2 separate regions of the Sus scrofa genome follow, and region 2 is linked to region 1. The links are chromatin contacts, called in public promoter capture Hi-C maps. All regions are on one chromosome and are shown on one strand. The core of a region is the stretch at or near the end of the contact, and the rest is flanking DNA. Distances in the headings are between cores, read along the strand shown. Region 1 holds the start of LOC110255411. Region 2 holds the start of CTSC (dipeptidyl peptidase 1).

Region 1 (5,804 bases), core at 631-3,130:
ATGCGGAAGTTTCAGGGCCAGGGCTTGAACCTGTGCCATAGCAGTGACCCAAGCCACAGCTGTGACAATGCTGGATCCTAACCCGCTGTGTTACCAGGGAACTCCATCAATTAAACCCTTAAGTGAATTTTCTTTTCAGGTTATTTTGGTCCCACAAGAGGACCCTGCGGCTGTAGAGTGGGATTAATGCCAAAGGCCTAAAAAGGTGCAAAGCAGGAAATGACCCTGTCCTTGGTCGGTCGTTATGGGTTGGATGCCAAAGGGGGGGCATGAGACATGATTCAAGTCTTACCTCTTCGCTCCTGTTTCCGTCTTTACTTTCTCAAGCCTGTGCTTTCCTGCCACATCTTTGCCGTTAATTTCTTCAGTTTGGGTTCTGCAGGGGAAGAAATGAAGTATTTATTTTCCTCTTTGTTTCAGGGAAGATTGAAAGTGAGACTTGTAAGAGCCTAAAGGAATGTCGTAAGGAAAAGAGGTGGCTTGCTTGGTTTTTCTCCCCTCAGAAGTGAGTCAGGGGCCGTTCATTCAAAGTGGGAGTGTTTAGAGTCATGTCTCAGTGGCATGTGTGACAGGTGTACCCTACCAGACTTGGCATAGTGAAGAGGCACAGTCTGTGAAGTGGGGGGAAAGGCTTTTTTTTTTCCTCTCAGAATTATTAAAGTAGGTGCCATTTCCATGGCATTATTTTAAATATAAACCTGACCGGAGGCCAGTGGTCAAACTAGGTATTGACTAGGTATTGGCTTCATCAAAATACTCAAGAGTTTGTGGCATGAATGATCGAATGGCCTTGTGATGCTTAAGAAAGGCAGCAGTTATTTCCTTACTAAGATGGAAATGTATTTAAGTGTATTAAGAGAGGTTTTGTATGAACAACTTCTTCCCTTTGAAATTTAATTTGTAATATAGATAAAACCTGCAAAAACTACAGGAAGCAATTCAGTTGGATCTAAATCTGAGCCTACAGTTTTTGGAAGCCTGTCATTCTCAGGAATAGCAGTAAGGCTCTCTTAACAAATCTACAAAACTGGAGGTATAATCAAATCATCTAGGTTTTTTTTTTTTTTTAAATTAGAACTCTTGTTCATTAGAATTTAAAGTTCAAAAAGGGGATTACAATTATTAAAGCAGCAATATGCCCAGCCCAAGGGGATGGATCATGATTTTTCTAGGCCTTTCATGTTACTCCTCCTCATCCAGATGTTTTTCCAGCCTTTCCTCTGAAGATGGTCATGTGACCCAGTTTGGGCCAATAACATGTCATGGAAAGTCTGGGAAACTCTCAGGAATTTTTCCCCCCCCTGATTAAAGGGAAGCTCTTTTCAACTCCTTTTTTTCCTTTTTTTTTTCCTCCCCTGTTCCTAACACTAGTTAATGGGATCTGGATCTATGGCAACGATCTTGCACACGTGAGGTGAAAAGTACAAAGATGAACACCCACCATGTTAAAGAAATCAGAGCAGAAAAATGGAAGGAACCTGTCTCCCAGATGATGTTCTTGAGCCACTGAATCACTGCCAGTAACCATATTCCTCTGAGCATTTTGAGCAAACAAACCTTGATCGCTTGTGGCTCTATTAGTCAAGGATCCTGTTACTTTCAGCTAAAAACGTTTCTAGTTGACACACTCCAATCCTATCCAGATCAGGCCGCAGATCCATTTTCCAGGTATGCCTCCCTCTCTTGATTTAGAATGTTTTCTTTTCCTCCCCTGCGCCACTTCTGCATGTATCCTGAAATATTCAGTCACCTCCTCTTTGAAGGTTTTGCTGATCTTTCATCTGTCTTTCTGAAGCACATTGCTAACACCTCCCGTAAAGCATGTTCCATTTTTGCGTGGCCATGTACTCACCTGCTGCTTCTGTAGATTCTGGTATCCGCTGGAAGGGCAAAGGCCACAGCTCATTCCCCATCTCCTGCCTAAATTGGGCCTTTACATATAAGGGAGTTGAGGGGAGGAGTTAGGGTGGGAGGTGGCGTTCTCACAACTGCCTGTTGAATATATGCTAAGACTGAGGAGTCTGCAGATTAAAAAGCCACCCTTAGCCCTCCCTGTAAACATCTGGAAAGTATTATCCTTACAAATGATTTTGTAAATACTCCAGGAAATTGGCTTCTACTACCATTCCAGCAGCTAGTGGAGCCAGTTTGGCTTCAGGTCTTAGAGAAATGATTTGTCATCTGTTTCATTTGTTCGCTTTTTCCTGACAGAGCTGGAATTCTGGATTGTTCCCCACTTAAAAAGCTGCCGAAGCCAAACCAGAAGTAGACAGGGCAGGATGTGTGGCCCTTCCTTCCCACTCATTTCACAGGGTAAAAATTCACAGGCAGTTTTCCTAGAATTACATTTTGTGACTGGATTTTCAATAGCATATTATGATTTTTTTTTCCCCTATAAGAGAGAGGATCTTATATATTTGAGAGGGAAAAGCTTGGAATTACCTTTATCAGTACAGGCAGAGCCCTAACAAATGGCTCCTTCTGATATTCATTTTTAGGAGGAAAAGAGGGAAATTAAAATGTATGAGATGCCTCTGGTATATCATAGATTGTTTACATCTCATTCAAACCCTACAGCCTGATAATAGATATTATTCTGTTTTACTGGTGAAAGAACTGGTAATTTTCCCAAGGTGGCAATACTGGCAGTGGAGCTCAGACCTTCAGTAGTTGGAAGTTTAAATTTTGTTTTTCTCAGAACATAGCAATTCTTCCCAAGGAGTGGCATCTTCACTCCCTTCTGTTAAAGATAATCATAATATTGTAATAAAAACTTTGCCTCCAAAAGTGGTTTTGACATTTACTTTGAGCTCACATAGAAGACTAGGAACTGGAATTACCCTCTCACTTGAAAAGGCTAAAAAATCTGCTACTATCTGTAAAAACAACAGTTTTCAGATGCTGACATGAAGCAGTGCAGAGCACTGATCCTTGAGAACAGGAAAGCAAGTGCAATGAGTCCTTTGATTGCCCCAGCTCATGTCTGGAGAGGGCTTCCAGGTTGCAGCCCAGGGAGGGAGCAGCACAGCAGAGCCCAGAGGTCTCCCTGGGTTGAGGAAACAGACCTGGGAGTCCAGAGAGGCCAAAGCAGGTGAAGCTCAGAGGGCAGCATACAAGAGAGGACCAAGCTGCACACAGGGCATAGAGATCTAGAGAGGGTCCCCTCGAGACTTAAGCTAAGTACTTCTGTTTGCATGGGAGGAAGTTACTGAGGTTGGAAAAAGAACCACCTGAAAGGAACAGAGGGAATAATCACTGAGGTTACACAAAGCCATGAATACTTTGTGTTCCTGCTGGCCAGAGTAGAAAACCAACCTCAAAGGGCCCTGGATAGGAGATTCAGAAAAGTATTGCTTCTGTAGGAGAGTGAAATTAACCAGTGAACTAAAGGCTGCAAAGTATTGGTTACTATGTAACTGTCTCCTAGAGCAAAGTACAAGAGCACAGGGACACAGATATTTTGAGTATGCAACAAGGTAAAATTTAAAACCTTTGGCATCCAATAAAAATTGTCAGGCATGCAAAAAGGCAGAAAAATACCATCCATATAGAAGGGGGGAAGATCCAGAAATAACACAAATAATAGAATTATTATTTGTATAAAGGGAAATTATAATTATATGCCATATAATCAAGAAGGTAGTTGTCCAGAAGTAGACGCAAGGTTGAGCATGTTAATATATATATAAAGGACCAGAAAAATTACCTTGTAAGAGATGAAAATACAATGTCTAAGATTTAAAACAAAAACAAACCACACTAGGTGAGATCTGTTAATCTGTTGTAGACCAGACAGCAAAAGAAAAGGTTGTACAACTTGAAGCCATAGCAGTAGAAATTATCTCAAACTATTTAGAGGGAAATATGATTTTAAAAGTGGACAGAACATTAGTGAGCTGTGGGTCAACTTTCAGCAGCCTGATGTACATACAATTGGAGTCCTCAAAGGAGAAGAGACGGTATGAGGAGGGAAGGGGTACAGACAAATATTTTTCTTATGTGTTTTCATCTTTTTTTGGGTCATGTGAAGACAGTGGCCATTTTTTTTTCAAATTTGATGAAAATTATAAACTCACATGTCCCAGAAAGTCAGTGAACTTCAAGGACAAGAAACATGGATCACACTAAAGTACATATTAATCAAATTGCTTCAAACCAGTGATTTTTAAAAAATCTTAAAGCACTGCGGCAGGGAGGGGAGACATACTACAAACAGAGGAGTTCAGATAAAAATGATAGGAAACTTCTCACTGACAACAATGGAAACCAGAAGATGGTGAAGCAATGCCTTTAAAATCATAAAAGGATCAAAACAGAAGAAAACTTGCCAACCTAGAATTCTATATGCAGTGAAAATATTTTTTCAAACAACAAAGGTAAGATACTTTTTCAAACGTCCAAAACCTGAATAAATACATCACCAGAAGACCTAGATTACAAGAAATGCTGTCTTTCAACTATATATAAAATGATACCACGTGGAAATGTAAATATGTGGCTAGATATTAAAGCCCCTTCATTATTTTGCTATTAAACTTATTTACTTTTTAAAATTAGAGGATATGGAGTTCCCATTGTGGCTCAGCAGAAATGAATCCGACCAGTAACCATTGCAGGTTCGATCCCTGGGCTCACTCAGTAGGTTAAGGATCTGGCATTGCCATGAGCTGTGACGTAGGCCACAGACACGGCTCAGATCCCCCCATTGCTGTGGCTGTGGTATAGGCTGGCGGCTACAGCTCTGATTTGACCCCTAGCCTGGGAACCTCCACATGTCAGAAGTGAAGCCCTAAAAAAAAGCAAAATAAATAAATAAATAAATAAAATTAGAGGATAGTTGATTTACAATGTTGTGCCACATTATTAAGTCTATTTAAAAGATAATTGTTCAGGAGTTCCCATTGTGGCACAGCGGAAATGAATCCAACTGGGAACCATGAGGTTGCAGGTTCAACCCCTGGCCTCGCTCAGTGGATTAAGGATCCAGTGTTGCTGTGAGCTGTGGGTGTAAGTCACAGATGTGGCTTAGATCCTGCATTGCTGTGGCCATGGCGTAGGCCGGCAGTTGTAGCTCTGATTAGACCCCTAGCCTGGGAACCTCCATAGGCTGCAGGAGTGCAGGAGTGGCCCTAAAAAAAAAAAAAATCACAAGGATAACTTCTCAAAGCAAGGATAGTAACCTTTTGTGTGTGTGTGTGAAGTTCATAACACACTTCAAAGTAAAACATAACAATTACAGAAAGTTTAGGTGAAAATGGAAGTATACTATGGGACTATTCTTACACATGAAGTGGTATTAACTGTGATAAAGGTATATAATATAACTCCTAAAATATTCCCCTCACTCCCAAGAAGTGTTATAGCTAATAAGCCAACAACAAAATACAGTGGAATCATTAAGCATTCGGTTAATTCAAAAGAAGAAAAAGGAGAGGGAAGGGGAAAAAAGACAATAGCAAGATAGTAGGTTTAGGCTTAACCATATCAATAATCACATTGATTGTAAATGAGCTAAAGACCCAATAAAAAGGCAGAGATTGTCACACTGAACAAAAAAGGCAAGACCCAACATATGCTACATACTTAAAACCCACTTTAAATATAAAGACACTAGGTTCACAGTAAGATATAAAGATATACTAACAATAATTTAAAGAAAGCATGAGTACTGTAGTCACAGTAAAAGTAGATTTCAGAGCTTGAGCATATTACCAAGACTAAGGATTAAGACAATTGTTTATAATGATAAAAAGCGCAGTTCAACAAGAGGAAACTGCAGCCCTAAACATGTGCATAACAACTTC
Region 2 (5,869 bases), core at 666-3,165, 740 kb after region 1:
TGACGAAAAGGAGAAAGGGGGGATGTTGAAAATGACAGGCAGAAATGGGGAGAAGACAAAATGGTAGTCAAAAAGGGGAACTGTAAAAATATAAAAAGACCTATCAGATCAGAAGAATAAAGGGAATGATCTCTTTAGAGAAGAAATGGGGTATCTTTCTTTTAAATGGCTCTACAGTTTAGAACCTCAGAATGTGAATGCTTCTAAAGAACTCAGCAAACTTGTGGTTTCTAGCCTGTAGAACTAACTTCTACTGACAGGAACTAAACTTTTAGCCTTCAGAAAGTGGGGACTCATATTTTCCACATTTCGGAATTAATACTCTGAAAGAGGAGATTCTGTGACAGAAATGTGCAAATCCCTTGTCTTCTGCTTTGGACCTCCAGCTTCAATTTTCAAAAGAAAAAATGGTTATGATGCCCAGGATTATGAAATGCTACAGTTATCTGGAGTTGGACAGTCCTATAAGTCTGTTTTAGTAACAAATGACCTGGCAGTCTGTGTTCTGTTAACAAGGAAATTGCAGCCGAGAGCTTCACCCATTCTGCACAAGTCACAGGTTGGCAGAGGGTTTGTGTGCAACTAGAGTGCCTCTCCTGAACCAAGGTTGTGTGTTTTTTTCTTTTCCCTTCACTAAATTCTTTGTCTTTGGGATAGTCGTGTCATCTGAAGGCATTTGGAATGTCCCAGGGTGTTCAAACACTCGATATTTCTTGAGAGCCTTCCATGAGCTAGGCATTGTACTTGGCTCTGAGCATTTCAAAATACAATTACTGGCTAAAGAGTTATTAAAAAAAAAACTTTTATATACTAATACACTACCTCCCTGCAATCTATGCAACTGTGGAGTGGTACCAGAAGTTTTCTCAGACTAGAAGCAACAACACGTGTTCAAATCAAAATCGCCAGGCATAAGGGCACTTTCCCACAACTTAAAAGAAGAAAACTTTAATTGCTATATTCTCTGGAGTCTTTGAGCTCATTTCTCACTGGCACAATAAAAAACTGCAGATTGGACGGAAACATAAAATGGCACGGTCTTAACTCTCCTCCTCACCAAACCAAAACACAAATTAAGTGGGAAAAAGTACTTGTAAAAAGTGCTGAGGCGCCGGGGATAACTAGGACTAAGTGAAGTTAGAAATTCTCAGCAGTTCCACTTTGACATCGTTGCCCTGGAGCAGGAAAGGGCACCCGGAGGGGGGTCCCAAGTCCAGCCAGGACGTCCCTGGCCTCCAGCTAGTTGGGAGCTCGGAGGGGGCGCTGCGCGGAGAAGGGCTCAAGGACCGAACGGAAGGAGCCCCGGGCAGGCGCGAGAAGAGAGCGGGTCCGAGGGCGCCGGCGGCTTACCCATAACCGAGCAGTTGACGTCGCGCTGGGAACCACCAGGGCCCACGTGGAAGATCCAGGTGCCCAGCAGGTCAGGATAGGTGCAGTTGGCAGGAGTGTCACAGTGCGCGGTGCCCGCGACGTAAAGAAGCAGCAGGAGGGCAGAGAGCAGCGAGCCCAGCCGGGGACCCATGCCGGCCGGGAGCACAGGAGAGGTGGGGGAGGGAGCGGGAGCCGGAGCGTGGCAGGCTGGGGGCTGAGGCCACTACGGTCGCGCGCGCTCCTTAAAATAGTCCGAGGGGCCGGAAACCAGTGACCCAGCGTGGGCGGAGTCTCGGGGTGGCGGGGGCTGGGCACCCAGGCGTGGCCCCGCCCCTCAGGTAAGGGCTTGGTGGCGCGAGCCCCTCACCTGGCCGCGGCCCGACAGACGGCCTGGGACCCCAGGGTCAGGTTCTCTTGGCAAGGGATGTCTCCAGAGAGGACTGAGGAGCCACTGCTGGTCCGCGCGCGCCCCGGACTGCGCTCCTTGCAAAGTAACGGAGAGGGAGACCCGAGAGAGGAGAGAGAGAGGGAGGGAGAAAGAGACAGAGGTGGGGTGGCGGGGACTAAAGGTCAGAGAGAGACGGACACCGAGAGCTGGGAGGGGGAGGGGGTGGGGGTAGGGGACCGAAAGTGAGCAAAAAGCCCAGAGGGTGAGCGAGCTGGTTAAGTTTGCTTTTACTTCTTTGTCTTCGTTACTTAGTCCTCACCAACTCGGTTAACTTTTCTTCCCTCGGAACAATTTTCCGCGCGACCCCCAGCCACCCCAGTTGTTTTAGAACTGCTCTTCCTTCCGTTTCCCAAAACTTTCACTACCTTTTTTTTTTTCCTGGGTTTTGTCGGTTTCCTGTTAATGTTATTTGCCAGTTAGCCACGGGAAGATTCGACACGTAGTGCTCATTTGCAGTTTGTGCGATTAAGTGTTTTGTGTTTTTTTCCCCTGCTAAAGTTCTAGAACTTAGTTGTGCGCACGCGCACGCACAAACCCACAAGTGCACTTAAAGCTCTTGTTTTACAGCTGAAAAGCTGGAGGCCCAGCGGGGGGAAGTAACTTGGGGGGAGGAAGGGAACCAGCGGGTGGGAGAAAGCTGGTCTTAGGAGCAGATTCTAGGGTGACCAGTCTGATCGCCAGTAATTAATAGGTACCCCTATTTCCAGGTGCCTCCTTGTTCAGTGTAAGTATCACCCTTTCTGTAAGAGCTTCTCTGACTTTCCTGGCTCTTGTTGGAAGTTGGGCTCCTTTCAGAATCTTTTAGGCGTCAGGCCCTGTGCAGCATCAAGGACAGGTGAGGAACAAAACAGACTTTCCTGTGTCCCTGCCCTTTAGGGCACGTGCCTTTTGCCCTCATCACACTGGTTAGAAATAAATCCTTGTATGGCCAGTATTTTGTAAGCATTCAAAGGGAGCAAGTCCACCTCATGCACCTTGATCTCCCTTGATCCTGGCTTGAAAACACCAAGCGTGCTGGGGTGTTAAAAATAAATGCACTTCATAACCTTATCTTGGTCCCTAGGCCTGAAAGCTAATTTTGATTTGGCAAAAGAAGTTGCCCTTGAAAGCTTAGCAGTGGAAATGCTCTCTAATGTCCTCACAAACTGCAAAGGCAAGGGTGGGGCCAACTCTCTATCTCTAGGTTTTATTTCTGTTTACTTAAAATGATAAGCTGACAGCATATAATTAAGCTAAGACACTTACTGTTTAGAGATACACTGACAGCGTTACATTGCTTTCCTAATCTCTGAGAAAGTGTGTCATTTGTTGTTAAAAAACAGTAAAATTTTGTTTTTTAGGGCTGCACCCTCAGCATACGGAGGTTCGCAGGCTAGAGGTTGAATCAGAGCTAAAGCTGCCGGCCCACACCACAGCCACAGCAACTCAGGATCGAGCCCACAACCTCATGGTTCCTAGTCGGATTCATTTGTGCTGCGCCACAAAGGGAACTCCAAAAAACAGTAAAATTTTTTACCAGAGGGAGCTCCCATCGTGGCACAGCAGAAACGAATCCAAGTAGGAACCATGAGGTTGTGGTTAAGAACTCGACACAGTGTCTGTGACGATGCAGGTTCCATCCTTGGCCTTGCTCAGTGGGATAAGGATCCAGCATTGCTTTGAGCTGTGGTGTAAGTAATAGATTCGGCTCAGATCTGTGTTGCTGTGGCTGTGGCTTAGGCAGACAGCTGCAGCTCCAAATTCAGCCCCTAGCCCTGGAACCTCCAGATGCCGAAGAAAGAAAAAAAAATGTTTAAATGTTTTAAAAATTTCTTAAAATGTATATAAGTATTGAGAAAAAGTAATTTATTTCTCAATTTATTATAGTTGATCATCAGGGGAAAAGGGTATTTTAAATAAAATTTGAATACAAGTACATTTCATTTTCTAAAATGCTCATGTAGGAGTTCCCGTCATGGTGCAGGGGAAGCAGTTTGAACTAGGAACCATGAGGTTTCGGGTTTGATCCCTGACCTCGATCAGTGAGTCATGGATCCGGCATAGCCATGAGCTGCTGTGTAGGTTGAAGACATGGCTCAGATCTGACATTGTTGTGGCTGGGATATAGGCCGGTGGCTACAGCTCTGATTGGACCCCTAGCCTGGGAACCAACATATGCTGCAAGTGTGGCCCTAAAAAGCAAAAAAATTAAAATGCTCATGTATAAATGTACTGGAAAACTGAATGAGATTCAGGTACTTGCTCTTTATGTTTCTAAATAGAATTGTAGTGTCATGCGTGACTGAGTTACCTTGCTGTACAGTAGAAAATTGACAGAACACTGTAAACCAGCTATAATGGAAAAAACAAAAATCATTATAAAATAAAAAGAATGATAAAGTCATAATACAATTGATAGGGACCTTTTTTTTCTTGAGAACAGAAATTATTTCAGTGAGTTATAACTCAAATACCTCTTAGTCTAATGCATTCATTTTCCTGTTGGAAAGTGAGTATCCAGAGATAATAATAACTTGATGAATGTCCTAATAGTCTTGTCAGGTGGCCATTCAAATATCATACCTCCATTATTAATGCTAGGCAATTCTTGGTCAAGTTCCCAGCAAAACAAAGAACATTTCTGTTGATTTACCCAGAAGTTGCATTCCTGAAAATTTGGTTTATATTAAAATGATATAAAATGCAAGTGAGTTTATATGCAAATCACAGTTTGGTGCTAGGCTCAGACTGTTACAAGTAGGCTTATAGAGAAGCAATATTGCTTAGCAGAAATTCTCACACTGTGGTCCCAGGACCCACAGGACTGGCAGCATATGCATGTCCTTGAAATTTGCTAGAAATGCAAATTCCTGACCCCACTCATACCTACTGAATCAGAAAATGTCTAGGTAGGTCCCAGCAATCTGAGTTGTAACATCCCTTTCTAAGGGTCCTGACACAGCTACCATTTGAGAATCACTGGCTTAGAGATGAACCACAAGGACTTAAGTCACATGGCCTAAGTTTGAAGCATGGCTCTGCCACTCACCAGCTGTTTGATCTTGAGGAAGTTATTTTACTTCTTTTCGTGGCTTGGTTTTCTCATCTATAACATGTGCATAATTTTACGCCCTATGACCATCTCATCCAGTTTTGAGAAGACTGAGCAAGTTCATACAGATTCTGCGGAGAACTGACTGTATTTATTAATGTGTTTATTTCCATTAGAAAACTGTCTTTATTAATTAGGCAGTAGATTCAAAATCCTGTTCTCCATTGTAATCCTAGCACCCTGAATGATCTCTGACACACAGTAAATTCTCACATATTTGTTGAATGAATGAATAGTATCATGGACATAAATATATCTGTGGTCCATGGTATTTGGCAATGAGCGTCATGATTGCCATATTCCCTCCCTTGTGAATAAGCTTGAAAGCCACTGTTCTTCAATGCATTACAAAACAAAGAAGGATCACAGACACAGAGAAAAAATAACCTATCGGTGTCGAATACCATTTGATATTGATGTCACCTCTGTCGTTGGTAGTCATGGTAACAACCATAGTAATTTCATTTGTTTAGGACTTTACATTTTACCAAAGTTAGTCACATATATTATCTCGTTAATTATTACACAATTGATTGAGAAAGATATTACCTAATTTCCATTTTATCGAGACAAAACTGAGGTTCAGACAATTTATTAGGGAGTAATACCTGTGAAAGAAAAAGTGGAGAGAGAAGAGGAATAGGAAGGGAAAGCCCCAGACTGCAGTGTAGTAAAGGAAGGGGGAATCAGAGAAAAAGAGACTCAGGAATACAACTCTGAGTCTTAGCCTGCCCGGCAGGGAACTCTGGCACAATAACCCATACGGGAACTTGGCTTGGGCAAAGATGGCCAGGCCCTGAGAGCGATCTATGCTGTGCTTAGTCATTGGCCTGGACTGGAAAGTGAAGGTGGTTCCTAAATTCATGACAGTGAGAGTATGTCAGCAAACTGCACTGCTCCTACAGGTTCTCTATTGAAGAGAGTGGGAGCAGTGCACTCCATGGCAGCTACAGTGCAAC

What was found. Promoter capture Hi-C pulls out the DNA fragments that hold promoters and counts their contacts.
Region 2: a promoter capture Hi-C map of fetal liver shows a contact between it and region 1, with 5 times the contacts expected there. The contact joins the promoter of CTSC here to the promoter of LOC110255411 in region 1. A contact is called at or near these places in 2 of 5 promoter capture datasets (fetal liver and liver) and 1 of 47 Hi-C or Micro-C datasets (embryonic fibroblasts).

What each region holds. Positions count from the first base shown.
Region 1 is chr9:21,024,654-21,030,457 of Sscrofa11.1, forward strand. LOC110255411 reads right to left here and starts at 1,881. Exons shown (of 4, transcript XM_021062619.1): 1 at 1,853-1,881; 2 at 293-376.
Region 2 is chr9:21,759,881-21,765,749 of Sscrofa11.1, forward strand. It overlaps CTSC (dipeptidyl peptidase 1), which reads right to left and starts at 1,916. Exons shown (of 7, transcript XM_003129741.3): 1 at 1,351-1,916. The coding sequence starts at 1,522. LOC102160855 (a long non-coding RNA gene) reads left to right here and starts at 2,008. Exons shown (of 10, transcript XR_002346978.1): 1 at 2,008-2,654.